Regions from separate parts of the Rattus norvegicus genome. Here region 2 is linked to region 1. Evidence: chromatin contacts called from public Hi-C data. All regions are on one chromosome and are shown on one strand. The core of a region is the stretch at or near the end of the contact, and the rest is flanking DNA. Distances in the headings are between cores, read along the strand shown. Region 1 overlaps Nr3c1 (nuclear receptor subfamily 3, group C, member 1). Region 2 holds the start of Nr3c1 (nuclear receptor subfamily 3, group C, member 1).

The links. A called contact is a pair of places that touch in the nucleus more often than the background predicts.
Region 2: a contact with region 1 is called in a Hi-C map of kidney, with 2.3 times the contacts expected there. The contact joins the promoter of Nr3c1 here to the enhancer-like site in region 1. A contact is called at or near these places in 2 of 12 Hi-C or Micro-C datasets (kidney and mammary epithelial cells).

The regions. Positions count from the first base shown.
Region 1 is chr18:31,579,049-31,581,748 of GRCr8, forward strand. All of the region lies in intron 2 of Nr3c1 (nuclear receptor subfamily 3, group C, member 1), which reads right to left. Among named protein-coding and RNA genes, the nearest start is that of Nr3c1, 33 kb to the right of the region's middle. Within about 2 kb of position 1,298, at least 8 of the 93 cell types and tissues checked have an H3K27ac peak or open chromatin away from gene starts, as enhancers often do. A contact at or near this core is called in kidney, where this site is marked.
Region 2 is chr18:31,612,079-31,614,815 of GRCr8, forward strand. Nr3c1 (nuclear receptor subfamily 3, group C, member 1) reads right to left here and starts at 1,361. Exons shown (of 9, transcript NM_012576.3): 1 at 956-1,361.

The DNA of each region.
Region 1 (2,700 bases), core at 48-2,547:
AGATCACATGCGAATGTAGATTGCTTCTTACTAAACTATAGTAAACTATTTTCCAAATAGTTGTTTTCTGAAAAAGCTTATAGCTAATTATCACATTTAGGCTAAATTTTCATCCTCCCTTGCCCCCCCACCCCTTTGCTCTCTCCTTCATTTTCTGTTTCCCTTGCCACTCCTGACCCCAGGATGGACTCCAAAGCTGTACATGCTAGGCAAGTCTGAACTCTACCACTGAAATAGATCCCTGACCCATTTCAAAAGCTTAAAAATAAATACACACCTAAAGTGCTGGGATCAACTGTAACCCACAACTCATGGGTTATTTCTAAATTGTCACCGTTGTGTAAAATTTAAATTTGATCAGTTTCTAACAGTAATTGAGTAGGTATAACATTTATGACCCTAAAAGTGCTATAATTTATAAACAAGATGGAAAAAAGACTTCCATGGCAGGACTGGAGGGGTAGCTCAGTGGTGAGGAGCACTGGGTTCTCTTCCAGAGGATTTGGGTTGATTCCTAGCACCCATGTAACAGCTCTCAACTGTCTAGGACTCTAGTTCTAGAGGATGCAGGCTCTCTTCTGGCCTCCTCGGGTCCCAAGCATGTAAGTGGTGCACAGGCACAAATGCAAGCAAAATATCCAGACACATTAAACAATTAAATTAAAAATACTACTCCAACAGCAGAGGTGCTTACTCAGATCCAAAGGACTACAGACACATCTATTATTCATTAAATGAGCTGAATGCTTTCTATCTATAAGATATTATTAGTGTATTTGCTACAGGAAAGAGAAGAGGTTTGTTGACACAAACGTTACATACTTGAATTTGCACAAAGGAAATTGAAATTTGACTCAGTAAATATAATAATTATAGCAGTAATTCCACTTCTTTACATACACTTTTAGCTTCTACTTTTCAATTTTACACAATAAAAAAAATCACTTTGGTAGCTGAATGAAAGACTATACTTTCTATAAAATTGAGAATCACAGCATGAAAAGCTAAAATTGGATATATTAGAAAGATACGTATTTTATTCAATAAGTACAAATTTCTAAACAATATGACAAGAGTTCTATAATCCTCAAATTTAACTGAATTATCTAAAGGCAACTTAACCCCATCTCCTAAACTACAAACGGGGATGCCGTGCCCCCATTCTCCTCTCACCACCCACACTTTTCCTTTTATAGTTCTGCAGAATACCACCTCGAAAATAGCATTCCTAACACTCAACAGAGCAGAAAATGCTCTGCTGATATCTTAGTTATCTTCACTGGAAAAACGCATCATTTCACAATCCTGTTATACTGTAACCCTCTCTTAAGTAGTGGAGCAGCCATTAGTCTCTAAGGCATTCTCAGGCCCTCCCATCTTCTCTGGGTCCCCAGCTTCTGTTGACAGTTAAGGCTCCAGAATCAAAACTGGCTCTGAAACCTTGGTTAATGGCTGACTAAAAACCTCAAGACTGTAACAGAAACCAGCAGATGCTGTGTTGACCAAACATCTGACCAAGCAAAATGAACAGTGCTGTCCTCTGCAAACAGCTGAGCTGTCTCCATTTAGGGTGCTTGTGTTTGTGTGCCATACTGAGAGGTGGGTCTGTATCTCTTGTTAGCAGCACTAGTGTCCCATTTATCACCTCAGGGGAAGAAATGTTTACACATTTACATTTTGTCCTGTCTTTTCATTAATCCTCTCAAACATTTTTGCTGACATTTAAAACCTTTTTTAAAAATTTATTTTATGTATATGGATGTCTTGCTTGTATGTTTGTGTGTGTGCCTGGTACCCACAAAGGCCAGAAGAGTATGTCAGAACCAATGGAACTAGAATTAGATGGTTGTGAGCTGCCATGTGAGTGCTGGAAATTGAACCTTCTTGAAGAGCATCCAGTGCTCTTAACCACAGAACCACCTCTCCATCCCTTGCTGACTCTTTTAATAGACATTAAAAAAAAAAAACTTGCACTATACAAATTTTCTTTATCAGAGATTCCTGCCCCCATGCCCCTAATCCTATCTAGTGAGACTCCTGATAGTTCCATCAGTAGACGGGTCAGAAGAGGATAGTACCGTCTACCTTACAGGTGAGTGCTATAACACTATATAAAGTAAGTGCTGAAACTTGCTTTTTTTTTTAAGCAAACAAAAATCTACACCACCTTTTAAACTACAGCAACAGCCTGATAAAAAACAAAGCAAAATGATATTTACAGGAATAAATTTAACCAACGAAGTTAAAATGTATACACTGGAAACTCTCAAGCATTGAGGACAGAAATGGAAGAGAGAATACAAAGGCTGAGTATGCTCATGGATGGGTGTAATCAATACAGATCTAGGGCAGTTGATCAAAATTCCAATTGTGGTAGCCATAGAAGAAGACAATAACCCCAAATTTCATACAGAGAAATCAATACAAAGAAATGAAGTCAGAAGCTCTCTGGCTGAATACTGCATTGCACAGACACAGTTAAAACAACTCAGCACTGAGAGAAAAACAGAAGCACACTGACAAAACAGAATGGCCAGCCTAGAGGGAATGAACTTTTGACAACAGCAACAAAACATATAAACAAGACCTGGGGACACCTCTTTCCACATGTGGGGGAAAAAGAATTTTAGATGTATCTTTACATGATACATAAAAGACAAAATAGGACAAAAGTCTTATGATCAGAAGCCATAAACTCAT
Region 2 (2,737 bases), core at 111-2,610, 33 kb after region 1:
TGCCTTTGATAAGGATCTCTAAATGTAAGATATCTAATAGACCTTAAAGAATTTTCAGACCTGCTTTTTTGACAACTGCCCCTTCCAGCCCGAAACCGTAACACTTCATAAAACAAGATGCTCCCTTAAGCGACATTTATCCCCCAGTTAAAACTGTAAATAACCCTGTGACATTAGTCACACGAACCTTGCCCAGGGTCTTAAGTGGTAAGGCTGCAATTACCGAGGCTGCAACCTCAAATGTCAAAGTAGCACTTGTCAAAAAAAAAAAAAAAAAATCGCTGCATCAAAAACTGCGGCTAGGGAGGGTCTCTTTCTAAAAGGGGACCACTCAGAAAAGTCAGGCGCGAAATCATGCCCCAAAGCTAGCGCCCAAGTTGTCGGGGGTGGGGTTGGGGGAGAAGGAGGGAGAAAGGTGGGAGGTGAAGGGAGAAATGTGTCCAGACCTGTTGAGTTCTCTGCGGCACGCCCACTTCTAGCAGATAAGGCCGGGCGGGCGAAGTCTGGGCTGCAGGCTGTGAGCCCCAATCCACCCTACAAGCCCGCAGCCCGGAGCCGCGCGCCCTGAGCCCGCCGGTCCCAGACGGCGCTCTACCTTGCCCCCCGGGAAAAGCGGGTGTCTCGGCGGCTCCGAGGACAGCGAAGACCCGAGGGCTTGCGGCAAAAGCAAAACCAAAAAGGACGCCAGACTCCCGCCCGGGCGCCCGAGGCTCCACGGCGGGGCAGCGCGCTGGGCCAGGGATGGCGGTGCGGGGAGAGGAAGCGCCAGCGCTGTCACCGCCAAGGCCCTTTCGTCACCGTCACCCTGCCCTCGCCAGCCTCCACCCCCAACCCCGGGCTGGCAAAAGTTTGCCAAGTCCGGCCGCCCCGGCTGCCGAGCCCCTAGGGGAGCGCGCCCAGTCCGGCTCACCTCAGCGCGGGCGCCCGCTCGCCCGCTCGCCCAGCCCCCGCTCACCTCAGCACCCGCGCGCTCGCCCGCTCGCGGCTCCCACCGCAGCCAGATAAACAAGTCGGCGTGCGGACGCGGGAGGCGCGCGTGTCACGGAGAAGGAAGTCAACAGTCGCCCCCTCTTCTCCATGGGGGAGGGGAGAGCCCCTAGCGCTGAAAGTCACCCGTTCCCGGCTGACAAGCCGGGCCCCCGCGCCGCTCCCGTCTCCCGCGCGCGTCCCCCGTCCCGGCGCCGCGCCGCCCGGCTGCGGCGTCTTGTTCCACCCACTTAGAATCCGTCCCCGACGGGCGGGCGGCGACTCGGGCTCCAGGCACTGACTCGAGCTCGCAAAATGGAGGAGGCGGAGGGGAGGGGGGGGAGCGCGGACACGCGAAAGGGCCGCCCGGCCGCGGCAGGCGAGCGGGACCGAGCGAGGGGCGGGCGGAGGCGGCGCCACGGCGCGCACACACTCGCACACACGCGCTCCCACTCCACCCCCGGCCGCTCCCCGCCCGAGGGGCCGCGCGGCGGCCGCGGGGAACGGTGCAACCTGTTGGCGACTGTCGGCAACTGCAAGGGCGCCCGTGGCCCTCGCCCTCTTTTCTCCCAGCGCGCGGTACCCGCCAGCCCGGCCCCGACGGCGCCTGCAAGCCCGCGGCTCAGGGCATCGCCTCGCTGGGGCGCGCGCGGCTTCGCCTTTCCCCACCCAAGGAACGAGAAAAAGTGCGGCAGCGGGTGCCGACCTGGCCTGGGAGGGAAACCGAGTTTCTTTAGTTTCTCTTCTCCCAGGCTCCCTCCCGCCCCCGCCCAGCTCCGAGGCTTGGAACCGCTCGGGAGCCCGCCCCGTGGGTCGGCAGCCAGAGCCCCCGAGGGTGACAGCCAGCCGGCAGAGCCGCAGGGGTGGTCCGCGCCCGCCAACTGCGGAGTTGCGCGAAGTGTGTCACACTAGCAGAGGGGCTACAGGATGGCACGGAAACGGTGCCGCAGAGCCCTGGCCGCTTGCTCTCGGGGCAGGACTGCAGACACGCCCTCTGGGGAGGCCTGGGGAGGGGAGCGCAGAGGAGAGGGTCAGCGCATACATACTGTGAGCCCGGGGGGGGACTCGCGTGCCGCCAGGTCCCCCACCCCCGCAGCGTCTGGGCGGCCCCGTCTGCAGCCGCCGCCGCCGCCGCCGCGCGCGCGCTCGCTCGCAACCGGGAGAAGTTGCAAAGCAGAACCCACCCTCCCCCGCGCCCCGATCGTCCCCCACCCTCTTCCCCGAGTCTGAGAGGCGGCGGCGGCGGCGGCAGCAGGAGGCGCCGCCTGCCAAGTTCAACCCCCACCGCTCCCTCCCCGCCTGCCAGCGCGCTCACACTCGGAGGAAGTTGCATGCCGAATGCAAAACCCTCTCAGAGAGCTGGGTTTCTTTGCACTTAAAAAAAAAATTGTGATTAAGGAAGCCTTGCGGGGCGGGAGGGGGTGTGTGCAGGCCTAGAAGCAAGTTGCAGACCGAATAGTAAGTTGCTGCTGAAGTCCGCCCTCCTCTTACCCAAACTCCTGACCTCTCCTTCCACCCCCTTCGGGGCCAGCATCCAAGCTCCCCGCGGAGGCCCCTCCCCCGAATCTTGACATTTGCTGCTCCAGGCTCGGTGCCTTGCTCAGCTTTCTGGGTTCCAGGGACCCCTCTGTCCCTCCAAATAAAACAAAAACATGCATCTTTAAAACGTCAGCTTTTAGCTCCGTCCAGCTGTGCCCAATACGAGTCCCCGGGTCTCCAAGAGAAACACATGGCCGGTCCCCCTAGGACAGGAAAGGGGCGTAGGGTGACT